Regions from separate parts of the Sus scrofa genome. Here region 1 is linked to region 2. Evidence: chromatin contacts called from public Hi-C data. All regions are on one chromosome and are shown on one strand. Each heading gives the region's core, a stretch centred on a gene start, on an enhancer-like site or on the middle of the called end of the contact. The rest is flanking DNA. Distances are from core to core; before and after follow the strand shown. Region 1 has its middle 270 kb from the start of TBC1D4. Region 2 overlaps KLF12 (Kruppel like factor 12).

Region 1 (7,449 bases), core at 3,707-6,206, 1.3 Mb before region 2:
ATGCGGCTGGGATCTGGTTTGACTGTGGCGTAGGCCTGCGGCTGCAGCTCCAATTTAACCATTAGCCTGGGAACCTTCATATGCCACGGGGGCGCACTCCCTCCACCAAACAAACAAATCGTGTTCTGGGTTCTCTTTAAAACGTTTTTAGGGAATTAAATCTTGGCTCTAGCAGATTGACTTACTAAAGCAACGTGTGAGTATGGGTGTGTTTAGTGACGTTGATAAAATGGGAAAGTGGTCCAGCAGAAGGGCCAGAGATGCGTCCCGATGTGTCCACTTGTGTCCTTTATGAGATGACTGCCTTGTTTATGGTGTCAAAGAGGTGCCAGGCTCAGAGATTTATTCAGAGCGATTCTGTTGAAAAGCACGGTGGCGCGGGGGCGGGTGGGCTAACTTCAACCCCCCTAACCTGGCACCGCTGTACTGAGGGTGTGGAAGCCAGCCGCTCCCCATGTTGGCAAAGTCACATATCAGACCCCCGTACAGAAGGGATCTGTGGTCCGAGTCGCTCAGTGTGATAGCTGAGAAACTCTTTCTAATTGAGGTCTTGTAGGGAATCTTGGCTTTGCTTACGCCACCCGCGTTGAGATGGAGGATTCTGTGGGTCTTCTGACTCCTTGGAAGTGAGGGTTGTGTTATGGAGCTTCTGTGGCAGTGAGTGCGGGAGCTTGCATGGGGTGGAGCAGCCTCACCCACGCTCAGAAATCAAGCCAGACGGTGAAGATCAGACTATTCTGGCGTCTGGAAATGGGCCCTTCTGCGGAGGGACACTCTCAGGGGAGGCCGCGCAGCTCCTACTACTTTGGCAAACCCGGCGCTGTCCTTCAGCCCCGCAGAAATCTGGAACACCGGAGAAGGTGGGGCTTCGCTTCCGAGTCTTGTTCAGGGTTAGACAAGGTGCACCAGGCAGCCTTGTCCCTCTGACCCTTTGATCCAGGTCATCCTGAGCCCTTCCCCCAGCTAACCAGCAACCTCAGTATCTCGCCCAGCTGAGGGGTGGAGGAGACAACTCCCAGCGTGGGTTTAAGCCTTTTTAAAAAGCCTGGCCAAGACTTCCTTCCCACCCCCGAGCCCCCACCTCCCAGAGGCAGGAACCAGCCTCCCCCTTTTTCCCCGCCCTCAGAGAAACCAAATCCAGTCACGCCTGGCTTTTCTAAGCGAAGGTTTCTATTTCTTTTCCTCTGCGTTTTTCCCTCAAGGATGTTTGGAGAAGGAGAGCTGGGGAAAGGGTGGAAAGGGCATGCACGCCCTTATTTCTCTTTGGATCATAACTTTGGAGCCGCGCGTTCCAAAAGCCCCATTGACAAAAGGCTGAGGGGCGCTCCTTGAACCTGCGGCCAGTAGATGGCGCACCGTCCCCGCTCAGCCGCACCGGGAGCCGAGGCACGGGGCTGGTCTCTGCTGTCCAAACCGAAAACCGGCATTACCCGCGCAGGCAAGAGGCAAATATTAAACCTAGCATTTTATGCATTTTGAGAAAGAAAGACTTTCTGTTTAGGTTCATTCCTCATTCTCTGGAGATGTGTTTGGAAACCCCGTCTGCCACTGAACTCATCACTGTGGCCTTTTATTCACTTACAAAATGCTTCCCCAGAATCCCAGCTCAATTACCTTTTGTCTCCCTGCTGTCCTAATACTCTGGTTGAATGTAGGAAAAACAAAGCAGCAAGGTCAGACGTCCCCTTTCTTGCCCGCAATGGTTTATCTTTCATGTTTTCCAGAACCAAAGGGAATGGGTGGCCCTGCTGCCCACATATGCTCTGTATGTGTTGTGTGTCTCTCTGTGTATATAGTGCAAACGTTTACTTTTGTCCAAAGGAAAGACACACACACACACATATATAAACGAGTAAAAATAGTTGAGTATATGTCTTTCCTTCGGGCAAAAGCCCACGTTCGTGGGCAATGTTTTCACCAGTCTATTCAAAGCATATGTTTACATGTCATTTCAAGAGATCCAGTATCTGAAAAATTATCATAAACATCTGATGGTTAATCAATTCCACAACTAGGTACTGACTGCAATGATGTGCAAAGTCTTATAGTCTGTGGGGCTGGGAATACTTAAAGTAAGTTCTTACGCTCAAAGATATTACCACCCAGTCCTGGATAATGAGAGCCAAAGTGTTGTGTGTGGATTTGAATAGGTGCATGCAGGCTGTGTGTGTATGGTAGTGTGTGTGCTGTGTTCAGTCAAGATTGAGGTCTGAGGGCTGTTATCCACTTAGATCCACTAGATCTAGTATACCTAGATATAGTCATAAGTAATAATGAGTACACAACTAAATTAATAAGTAGGTTTGGTCACCTCCCAGCACCATGCCTAGGTCGAGCGGGTACTGATCTCTATTGATGGAGATGTGAATGGGGCTCCAAAAAGGACCAGATTTACCTCAAATTGGTGGAATAACTTACCATTTCTTAAGTACTTTCACGTGTATTATTTCAAGAATAGTACTTTGTGAATATTTTATGTTGCGACTTACATTCAACACTATGTAAGCAAGAGCTACACAGATACAGACATTAAAGAACAAGGTGTGACCAGAACCCAGAATCCCAGACATAGCTTCATCAGTTTTGCTTTCTATTGCCTATATTTTTCCCCAGAAAATATTTAGTGGATTTGGATGGAAAGGAAAAATGCCTCTGGTGAGAAAGTAAGGGGACTCTGTGTGTGTGTGTGTGTGTGTGTGTGTGTGTGTGTGTAGGCGTGTGTGTGTGCTATTAAATGTCTTTCCAGAGGTCTTGGTCTGTTGCAATAGCCTTGCCAGTCCTTCAATTACTGTTTTCTTTCATGAGAAATTGTTACTGGAATGCACTCACCCTTTTAGGGAGCTGTGAATGTGGTTATAATTGCCTGTTTCTAAGATAATTGGCCTGACTGCATAGCCCTGGAAAAGTTACTCGAACGAATGGGCATGTGGAGGGAAGCTTGAGCTGCCTTCGGACTTTATCTGGGCTGTGAGGCCCAGCTGCCACCATCGGCCAGCGGCATGGAGTAACCAAAGTAGATGGCAAGAGAGATGGACCTGGAAGGATCTGTAAAGAAGTCCATCTCAAAGGCAATGGCCACTTGAGTTTTGACATGTCCTTGCAGAAAGATTTTTTTTTTTTTTGACTGTAAAGCTCCCCATTTGTAACTTTTGGTGAGTTCACATCCAGTAGCTGTAGAAAATCAGAGCTTTCCGTGGGTCCCACTCTCCTCTTTCGAGGCCCTGGAGGCTCAGCATCTGAATGTTATCCCAGTCTGAAAGAGCAATGGAAGGGAAATAGAATGGTGAAAGTTTGATTGATTTCAGGTGGTAAATCAATGCACAATTTTCTAACGTCTATATTATCAGTGCTATCAATGGCCTTTGATGCCATTGATCAAAGAGTTGTGCTAATTCATTACAAGCTGACACGAAATGACCGTGTTCTTAGCTCCTGGGGAGAAGCTAAAATACACTTTCTCTTAAAAGTGGAGAATCCTAGGGTGTTACAGGATGCAATTAGTAGTTTTCTTTTCTTTTCTTTTCCCCTGTTAAATTTTAGGCTCTCATTTTGCTTTCTGAAAAAAAGGAAATTTCTGCTGGAAAACTCCTTGTGATGAATTTCTGCTGCCATAACTGCAGCTTGGTTACCAAAAAGGTTAAAGAATCTTTCACTTGCTCTGAGCAAGAGAGTAGTCATTCACAGGGGAACACAGAGACCAGCATTGTAATAAGGTGAGGAACCCAATCAGGAACCCCTAACGTAATGAAAGCTGGCCCGGCCATTCCAGGATTTATGGAAAGCGAATAGCGCTGTCGGAAAAATCAGCTTAACAAATCAGTGTTGCTGTTCTTGTATTTCTTGCTTTCATACCCTCTCCTCCCTAAACAACCTTCTTTTTGTGTTACGCCCTCACAGGGTCACAGGATCATATGGGTTAAATGTAAAGGATAAGACAGGGTAGATGTAAAGCCTTGTCAGGATTGGAAATTATTTGAACTCCCTGCATTTTGAGGACATATTGCAGAGTTGCTACCCAGAGCTCCCCCTGAGCCCAGGCAGATGACAAGGCAGGACCCATGCCAGGCTGCTTTGGGAAGCTGTGAGTTTTGTGGTTCGTTCGCTGAACGTTTTTTTCAGTGACTAACGGTTTAAGCATGCCTCGGCAAGCTCCCGTTTAATTTTTCAAAATAGTAGTCCAAAACCAGGCCAATCATATGTTTCTTTTTCAAAGTTTTTTTTTTTTTTTAGCCGTGGGACACAATTAGAATTTGCTGCTGCTTCGAATTGCAGCAACTATGCAGCCAATGAGGAGAATGAGGCAGACCTGTACACACCAACAGGGAAGGGCCCAAAAGATGTATCCTTAAGTGAAAAAAGCAACAAGTAGAACAATTTGTTTAGGAAAAATCTGTTGTTTACAGTCATTATAAAGAAAAACGAGCAGAAGCACATACAGCAAACTCTAAATGCGGTTACCTTTGGGGAGAGAAGAGGAGTGAGTGAGGGGTGACAAGTGGCCTTGACCATTTCACTCTTTATACTTGAATCTTTTTTGCTGTGCTATATTAATGAACTATTTCTGTAATAAAGTAGTTTTTAAAGGATGACTCTTAATAGGATCACTCTGGACGTGAGGCTTTATGCGCACTGAGAAAAACACCTCTTTTTATCCTCTGCTTTGTGTCAGAGTGTATACATAATATGTTTGTCGCTATGTCATTTGCCGTAACGCAGCTAAGAAGAGGTTAAGCCATCTAGATCGTTTTTAAGCGCCTGGATTCTTGCAATCAAGGCAATCAAAATCCGCTTCCACCTTAGCCCTCTGCCACCATTCATCAAATAGGTCTTGTTCTGCTGGGCAGACAGTCTTGTTTCACAAGCAGGAAAAATACCCAGCTGCAAATGGTTTGCACAGAGCTGGGGAGAAGTCTACAGAGGATTCCAGGAGAAGGAGGTCAGCGGTGTCCCGCTCTGGCTCTGGGCGCGTGTGTGCTTTCTTTTCCTGGAGCGAAACCTCTGAATCGCCGGAAGTCCCGGAGATGAATGAAAGCTGTCCTGGCACGCAGAGTGGGCTTTAGAGATGAGGGTTAACCGAATGCTAACGGGGGAGAAAGAAGCATCGGGGGTTCTGGCTGAAGGAACGGGAAGCGGCATTCCAAAGGAGCCAGCCTGGCCTGACCACCTTTCTGATTTCATTTGTGTTTCTGAGCTCCCCCCGAACAACGTCTCACTTTCCTTCAGTGTCTGTTACCAGATCACATCTTCAGAAGGTTGGGGGAGTTCCCTGCTGTCCTTGGTGGGGGGGTTCTTGGTGAGCACAGGAGATCCCTTCTCTTTCTCTCTCTCTTTTTTGATTTCTTCCCAGTCTCCCACTGTTCTTCAGTCGAAGCTTTCTGCACTATCTCCAGCAGGCATATTAGGGTTATAAAGCATCATGAAACATAAATCAACTCTACTTATATAAAAAAAACAAAACTGAAAAAAGAGTCATAAAACAGGGACATAGAGCTCCGTAGTCCTTTAATTTTCCTGGGAAACAGTAAAGCTGATGACGTGGTCAGTATCTAACTGAATCTTTTGTTTTTGTTTGTTTTTCCCTCCCTGAATATTATTCGGAGCGTCACACTCTTGACCAGCTGGTTCCCTGGTGCAGGTGGGAATAAGAACTGGTGGAGAGGAGTTCCTGTGGGAGCTCAGCGGTAAACCCAACTAGCATCCATGAGGACTCAGGTTCGATCCCTGGCTCTGCTCAGTGGGTTAAGGACCTGGCATTGCTGTGAGCTGTGGTGTAGGTCGCAGATGTGGCTCAGATCCTGCATGGCTGTGGCTGTGGCCCTAGCCTGGGAACTTCCAGATGCCACCGGTAAGGCCCTAAAAAGATTTAAAAAAGAAAAAAAAAAAAAACTGATGAGAAATTTGGGAAGGAAGTGGAGGAAGTCACTCCTCCATGAGGCTAGCCTCCTTTTGAATGGTGGGCTTACTTTTTTCCTTGCGGAGTCCTATCAGGGGCCATGCGAGTATGAAGTGAAAGGAATATTAAAAGTGTGCTTGCTATTAGGAACTGAAAACAGGCATGAACCATTATTCTCCCACATGTGTCTTTACCCAAGTGCTTATAAAGTTCTCAGTTTCACACCTAAAAGGAGATGTTAAACTCGAATAAGGTACAACATGAAAAGTATCGTTCAAGGAGTTGGGATATGAAATCCAACGTGAACAGCTAAGGAAGTAGAGTTATTTGAAGCACCTACAGACTGTCATTATTCGCAGGGCTGGAGAGAGAGTAGTGGATTTCTTGGGGGGCCTGCCCAGACCATGTTCTCTTTCTTTAAGGACAGATACCCCTCTGCCCACTACTGGCTGTCAGCCCTGTGTGCCTGCTGTAACCCCTCCCTTCTCTCCCTGCAGCACCAAGTGCCTCAAGAATGGATTGGTGGCCCAGAAATGTTCCATCCAGAGACTGGGATGGGCCAGTAGGTTCTGTAACAAGGATTTGACTTTTGAAATATCCCTGGCTGTATTTCCACCCTTTAGCCACCCCCTTTGCTTTTCTGAAGCCCTTCTGCTCTTTTGTCCAGGGAAAGAGGAGGAGAGGGGATGAGCCTTTCTAGCCTCTCCAGGCTAATAAGTTCAGGTTCAAGTATCCTGTAGAGAAGCCCTTTATTCATGTCCCCAGAGCCGCAAGGCCCTTCTCCGGTAGTCTAGGAGAAATAACTGAGCAAGAGGTCAAGGCTGATGGTCCTGAGGAGGGTGCCGTGAGCTGATAGGATGGACACTGTGTGAGAAATAGAGTCTGCCCTCCTCCCTGCCTCCCCCTGCCACGCAGGGATGGGGAGAGGTAGAAACAAACCTGGCCGGCTGCCCAGCGCCTTCTTGCAAAAGCCAAAGGCCCTTTTCCTCCAGCTGGAGGCAGCACAATGCCAGGGCACACGGCTGGGTGAGCAGAACACAGATGAGACTTTTGGGTCCCCAGGCTTTGAAACAAAAATAGTTGTTGTCAGGTAAGTTTGGAAAAGACTTCATATTGTTCCCTCTTCCTCTTTTTCCTCTTTCATGTTATTATTATCACATCAGTATTTGTGCAAATTACTTGAATAGCCCTCTTCCTTTAACTAAGAGTGACCTAGACTTACTTGAGTCAGAAACTGTTTGTTCCTGTCGAACCGTTCTGTGAAAACCTGTTGGTAAAGGCTGCTCTAGATTTCAGAGTCTTGCATTGAAGATAACGAGGGAACATTTTTTTTTTTCTCAAACCTTTAAAAAACAGTGAAATACTTTCCGAAAGGTTTATTTTCCTATTTAGGGAATGATCTCTCCTTGTTTTAAGACACATGACTGGGGGCTTCCATCTTCTTAAATGACCTGGGCTAATCTGGTTTTGGTTTTTAATAGTTCCTCTATTTGAGGAATTTATGGGTTGTTTACCACCTATTCTAGTCTGTCTTTTTTTTTTTTTCAAATCTGACT
Region 2 (6,902 bases), core at 1,655-4,154:
AGCAGGCGTTCCTGTGGTGGCTCAGCAGAAGTGAATCTGACTAGTATACATGAGGACGCAGGTTTGATCCCTGGCCTCCCTCAGTGGGTTAAGGATCTGGTGTTGCCGTGGGCTGTGGTGTAGGTTGCAGTTGAAGCTTAGCTCTGGTGTTGCTGTGGCTGTGGTGTAGGCCGGCAGCTCCAACTCCAATTCGACCACTAGCTTGGGAACTTCCATATGCCATGGGTGCAGCCCTAAAAAGACAAAAAAATGAAATAAAGTTGGAGTAACATACCTGGTCTCAGTTGAGAAATAGATGACCATATTACATAAGGGATGGTGAATGTACACGTCTATGTCCGAAATAATAGGAATTGAGTCATTGTCCATTCAAATATTCACTGAGCATCTGTCATGTATTAGGCATTTTATTGACACCAGGGATGTAGCATTAAGCAAAATAGATGCTGTCTTATCTGGGTGCTTATAGTTTATAGGAGATACTGACATCAAACCAAAAAATCATACAATTCACTAACAACTGTGGACAGAGCTGGGTTAAAATGTAGACCAGCCATGGATATGCCATGGGGAGCGAGTTTAATTATAATTGCAGATAGAGAAAGTTGTATTTGACAAAATTATTTTCACAGATGGTGTTATATATGTGGTTGGAAAAACAAAGTTCTTTTTTTTTTTTTTTTTTGGTCGCACCCACAGCATGTGGAAGTTTCCAGGCCTGGGATTGAATTCAAGCCACAGGTGCAGCAATAACAGATCCTTAACCCACTGTGCTGGGTTTGGGATCAAACCCTCACCTCTGCAGGGGCCAGAGCTGCTGCAGTTGGATTCCTAACTTGCTGCACCACAGCGGTAACTCCTGGGCAAAATGTTTCTGCTGGGATGCCCAGAGTGGGCGGTGAGGTTCTGGAATGTGGTAGCGTGAAACTTCCCCAATAGAAGAATGTGGAAAAGCATTCTAATGAAGAGAGAACGTCTTCTCATCGAAGTATTTACAGAAGATGGTCTAAAAGAATGGCAGGTTGTTTGCTAACCCAGAGCACCAACAAATCTGTTGGACCTTGAACGTGACATATGATGTAAAGAAAAGGGTACAGTGTTCTGGAAGGTACAGTAAGCAAATACAGTTTAGACTAGAGCCAGCAGAGGGAAGCTGTCAGAGATCTCCCTGACATTGGAAGGGAGAAAATGTTAAAGGAAGATGTTTTTCTGCTCCATACCAAGAGGACAGAGTAGCCGTAGCCCTGGAAGTGACAGTGCTGCGAGATTAGAAGGCTAGTGGATGGGCTACTAACCTCTGAGACATGTTATTTATAAGCCAGACCCTAGAGGGATTGTTTGACCTTGTAAAGAAATGTCAGTTCAGCCTGGGGAAGTTTTTGGTAGATTTCCCAGGAGATTGTCATTAGTGTTCATAGATGCTTAGCAGCAAAAGCATAGAAGGTCGTAAGGACTCACAGGCAAAGCTGCTCTTGGTTTGGTCCTGCCTTGATGGAAAAGTAGGTGTATTTAGAACTCTCTTTTCCTCCCTTCCTTCATCTACTATTAAGGTAAAAGAAAAGAGTCTTAGACAGAATGCAAGTGAAGAAAATGTTGCAAGAAGGGAGTCGTCAGTTACAGCCAAGGCTGCTAAGGGATCAGATAACCTAAGGACTGAGAGTTAAGGATTTGAGGAGGCTGGAGTTTACTGGTGACACTGTGTCAGTGGCGCAGTGGGGAGAAAGGACTGACCGAGGTGAGTTCATGTTCAGATGGGAGTGAGGCAAGGGGAGACTGAAAGTCTCAACAGCTCTTAGGACTAGTTTCATTGCAAGAGTTAGGGAGAAATGGAATGGTAGCTGAAGAGGCATTTAAGCTCTCAAGGGAGGGATTTTAAAAGAGAGAGACAGCATAGCCTATTTGTATTCTGTCAAGAAGGATCAAGAAGACAGTTGAAAATGGGTAATTGTAGAGAGGGAAGAGTTACAGGAGCAAAGTTCTTAATTGCACATCCTCTGCTTATATTATTTTGTGGAAGTAACCTGCATCTTGCTGTAATTAACCTGAATTCTAAAGTCAATTTATTAGATTGACATGAGTTTTAGGAAAAAGGATACATAATGGAAAAGGAAAGAAAATGCCAAAAGCAATAGATACAGATCTAGGATTGACAACGAAAGGCAAACAAAGGTTCAGTAAAATTTGGGTTCCATTGAGAATTTTAAAAATGATACCAGCGTTAATACGAATCTGAGATCAAACATCGCTCCTTCATCACAGACTAGAATGTACAGAATAGGTCAAAACAAGAGATAAGCCCCAAATACTTTGTATTTGTTGTTGTTGTATTTCTTTTTTCTTTTTTCTTTTTTTTGACTGCATCCTTGGCATGTGGAAGTTCCTGGCTACTGATCCTTAACCCATTGTGCCACAAGGGAACTCCATGTATTTATTGTTTGAAGACATTCTTTTACATTTGAGCATTGATAAATATTGCATTTTAGAAATGCAGAATACTTGAAGGGCAAGGCCATAACCACTCTGTGAAAATCTAACCATAGAGCTTAAAAAAAGAGAGGGACTTGTTTCCTGCTTCCTATACCTGAGCTTGTCCTTTCTCCATGTAGTAGAGGAACAGGTAATAGCACCTCAAGGCCCAGGAATGAGCCTTGGGCAGGGTGTGGTGACTGGTGGCTTTGAAACAGTCAGAACTAAAGAGCCAGCTGCGTATTTCACTGTTGCCCAATTTTCTTCCCTGACTTCTATCCTGTCCTTCTTTACTACTTTATGTAATAAAGGTCTCTTGGTTTGTTTTCTCCCCCTTTCCCTGTTTTTGTTTCTTGCTGGGTACCCGCCCCCCCCTCCCCGATGTCTGTGACTGTAATAAAAGCAACTGCCCAGCAGGAAAAGCTCAGCTTGTTTCCTGTGCTGCCAATTTTCTTTCCTGGAAATGCAATCGCCGTAGTCCAGTCTACTAGAATTTTACAAAACATATTTATTGCATCAAGAGTTTTTATTATAATGGAGACCTGAAAAATAACTTACTCTGGGTCATAAATGCATTATTCCTGACTTAAATCATTTTGTATGAATAGATCCTTGAGTTTCAAGTACCTTTCCTCCCCAGTGTTTGACTAGGTCATGTTACTGCTGTTAAGAAAGCAACATCCTCGTTTGGGCGTGTAATTTCTTTGGTCATCTCCTTTAAAAGTGTTGTTTGTCTATTATTTTTAGATGAAGCATCTTCCCAAGCCATGCCTTATTTTCCAGCACTCATTCAGGAATTTCAGAGGGCCGTGGCTGTGGGCAGTGCTGAAATGCTCACACCCCATTTCTTCCTACGGGCTGTTGCTTTTCTCAGCAGCCCACAGGAAGAAGCCACGGTGTATTTTTAGTCCTAGGCCATTTATATTTGGAAAAGGAAATACAGGCATCGCAGTGATTGCCGCCGAGCTGGTTAGAGGTTCTGACCATCGCTTCTGACCATTGAAGGCAGATGGAGCTTTGCTCCCTTGAAACTCCTCTTTGTTTCACCACGTCTCTCCTGCTATCAGCTTTCCTGCTCGTTGATGTGTGCGATGTCTTATTTCAGGTCCTGGTGCATTTTGTCACAGACTCGCTTCTTCTGTCCACCTTATGCATAACTGTCCTCTTTTAGTTTGCCATTCGGTGGAATCCTGGTGTCATCTGCCATATGACCAGAATAGTCTAGAACAGTCCCAGGCAGCTCATGTATACAGTTGTCTTGGCTTCTTGAGTGACCGAACTACCACAGCCTCCTTTGGTATAGATTCCTCTTTTAAATCTGAATTTGATTTTTATCAGCAAACCCTCTAGGTCCTTAATCTTTTCTTTTTAATGAGGTTTTACTGTTGCTTATTGGGAAGCAGGACCGGGCAGACTGTTGCTGACTTTTGGCGTATTATTCTTGAATTTGAACTTTGATAGGACTTGAGGGTTTTGCTGCTGTTCTTGTAAAACAAAGACAAGAACTGGTTGCGTAGTGAGAAAGAGCCAATATTTCTGGAAACCTGATTTTTAAACAGGAGTTTGGGCATGACACATGTTTTTCTAAATGCGTATTTTTACTCTTAACTTTGCTTATGGTATCTTTTGGGCATATAAACGTTTTACATTTTTAGGTGATCAAACATGTCTATCTTTTTTACTTCCAGGCTTCTGGTTTTAGTGTGAGACGTGTCCTCTGTCCCCTAGATTTCCACGTAGTCACCAAAATGTTCTTCTGAGATTTATTGGGTACATGTACGTTTTTAATACACTTGGAATTTACCTTTGGATTTGTTGTGAAATTAGGATACAAGTTCCTTTTATTCTAAATGAATAGCCAGTTATGCCAGCACTAGTTATTACATAAACCATTCATTCCCACAGAATTGAAATACTCCCTTTAGCACATATTAAATTATGATATATACTGAGAAAAAATAAATAAGAGTTCCGAATATTTTATACAGATATTTAGTCATTTGTTGTTTGTTTTTAGCAGATTTTCAGTAAGGAGTAGAAACTTACCTGTATTTTTTCGCTTCTGGACATGCACAGAAAGTTGAATGGATTCCATCAAAAAATGGCTTCTTAGACTCTTGTTTATCTGAAATACCTGTAGTCAGTCAATTCCTCTGTTTCCTCTGGTACAGACTGAGCTTGTTCTAAAATGTGATAACAGTAACTGGCTCAAGAGAGGAGAAGGAAATTATTTGTATCATTAAGAGAATTCTTAGAAAAAGAGAAAACTCTAAGTTCCTTGTAAACTGTAAAATGTCAAGGAGTGAGTTTGGCTTCTCCGTCCTCCACGCAGTTAAGTAGTAAATAAAAGTACAAGAGGGGGAAGTTCCCGTTGTGGTGCAGCGGAAACGAATCCAGCTAGGAACCATGAGGTTGTGGGTTTGATCCCTGACCTCCCTCAGTGGGTTAAGGATTCGGCATTGCCATGAGCGGTGGTGTAGGTCACAGACATGGCTTGGATCTGGCATGGTTGTGGCTGTGGTGTAGGCTAGCAGGTGTAGCTCCAATTAGACCCCTAGCCTGGGAACCTCCATATGCCACCCATGCAGCCCTAAAAAGACCAAAAAAAAAAAAAAAAAAAGTACAAAAGGGAAAAAGAAGAGAAAACGTATAGACAGCAGAGGGGATCCACAGTAAGAGAGAGATGATGCTTCATTCAGAGGTAGACGTTAGGTAGTAAAGGTACAGAAATCCAGCCAGTAGATAAAACAGATTGAGCAAGAGGTTAGCCTAATGGACTTTGTGTCCATGCTTTTATAAAGTGATACCTAGCACACCATTTTAATTTGCGAGGTCAAATTCCTCCTCAAGTAAAGTGGTCTCATTTGTATTTAAATAGAGATGTGCTTAAATGTGATATATTACTAGGATAGAATTTAGTCGAATGTAGTTGCTGCATTTGTTTTCACCACACCTGAGAAGTTTTCTCCCATAATATGTAGCACGTTCTACATTGACATATTGGATTTTGAAATTGAGTGTATTTCCTTTCCTCTGTGGTTTTCTTTTTTTTCCTCTCTGGAAGTAATGTTCTACTTAAATGTAAAACTTCTAATTTCACATAGTACAGGTGCTGTTATGCTACAAGGAAATTCTTACTTTACATATTAGATTGCAGGTATTTATAGGATTATCTTGATGATGTTTGAACGTATATACTCATTGCAAGAAACCTTTGGGTTTTGGATGGGTATATAGATAGGGAGATATCTATCTAGATCTAAATCAAGGCCTATAGAGAGATTTTTTTGCAAATGGGCCTTTTATCCAAGGGCTCTTAAGATCTGGAAATAACAAACGAAAGAAGGAAGACTATGAGATCCAAGAGGGAAACTTGGTCTTAGAATCTTTGCCAGCACTGTTTTAAATTGGCTTTTTAATTATTTACAACTCTCTGGCTGTGGTTTCTGTTCCCTGTTTTTTCTTACTCCCTTAATAATAATTCTTTTTGTATTCCAAGCTGTGTTACCATTTTCTCAGCCCTTTCTTTCTGCTTGGGTTCCATTGTTAAGGGAGACTTTGATGAACTGCTCTTCCACTTTGTGTTCTTTAGAGAAGAACACATTGATATTTGTCTTTCTATCTAATAAATAAAAGAAGAGCTACCAGTTTACAGAGTAAGAATCACATGCTTGATCTTTCCTCCAGCCACCTTTATGTGGGGGGAATGCTACTTTGATCATTGGCTGATTGTATGTATTTTTCATGACCAGGTGAATTCATCTTCTTTTTTTTTTTTTTTCCTTTCATTACTTCATTCATTCCACAATTTTTAATAGATCATTTGTATAGCCAGGACTGTCGCTATAATGATTTTAAAATAACTTCTCTTAAAAGCCAGCTGTAATTTACAACACACTAGAACACCACTGTTCACACTGTGAGTCATTTTCCTGATGGTGAATTTTTTTTTTTTTTTTTTTTTTTTTTTTGGTCTTTTTAGGGCCACACTTGTGGCACTTGGAAGTTCCCAGGCTAGAGGTCGAATCAGAGCTGTAGCCGTTCGCCTACGCCACAGCCATAGCAACGCCAGATCTGAGCCCCTTCTGCAACCTACACCACAGCTCATGTCAACACTGGATCCTTAATCCACTGAGTGAAGCCAGGGATCGAATCTGCGTCCTCATGGATGCTAGTCAGGTTTGTTTCCCTCAGCCACAACAGGAACCCCTGACGGTGAATCTTGAAATCAGTTTAGTAGCTTAAAATTTCTTTAAAATTTTAAAGAAGTTAAATAGAAAAGATTTGACTTAAAAATATATGAAAGTATCACCCAAATATGTGTTAAATTTTGAAACTTTTATTTAGTAACCTATTTACATTCATGCAAATGCAGTACTGTGTATGTCTCTGTGTGCTTGTACTGAGTCATGTTGAAATATGTATTTCTTTCTTTG

What was found. A called contact is a pair of places that touch in the nucleus more often than the background predicts.
Region 1: a contact with region 2 is called in a Hi-C map of fetal skeletal muscle, with 2.6 times the contacts expected there. The contact joins two enhancer-like sites. A contact is called at or near these places in 9 of 47 Hi-C or Micro-C datasets (embryonic fibroblasts, fetal heart ventricle, fetal skeletal muscle and 5 more).

Annotation. Positions count from the first base shown.
Region 1 is chr11:47,487,713-47,495,161 of Sscrofa11.1, reverse strand. No RefSeq gene overlaps it. Among named protein-coding and RNA genes, the nearest start is that of TBC1D4, 270 kb to the left of the region's middle. Within about 2 kb of position 4,956, at least 10 of the 83 cell types and tissues checked have an H3K27ac peak or open chromatin away from gene starts, as enhancers often do. A contact at or near this core is called in fetal skeletal muscle, where this site is marked.
Region 2 is chr11:46,144,638-46,151,539 of Sscrofa11.1, reverse strand. All of the region lies in intron 3 of KLF12 (Kruppel like factor 12), which reads left to right. Among named protein-coding and RNA genes, the nearest start is that of KLF12, 160 kb to the left of the region's middle. Within about 2 kb of position 2,904, at least 7 of the 83 cell types and tissues checked have an H3K27ac peak or open chromatin away from gene starts, as enhancers often do. A contact at or near this core is called in fetal skeletal muscle, where this site is marked.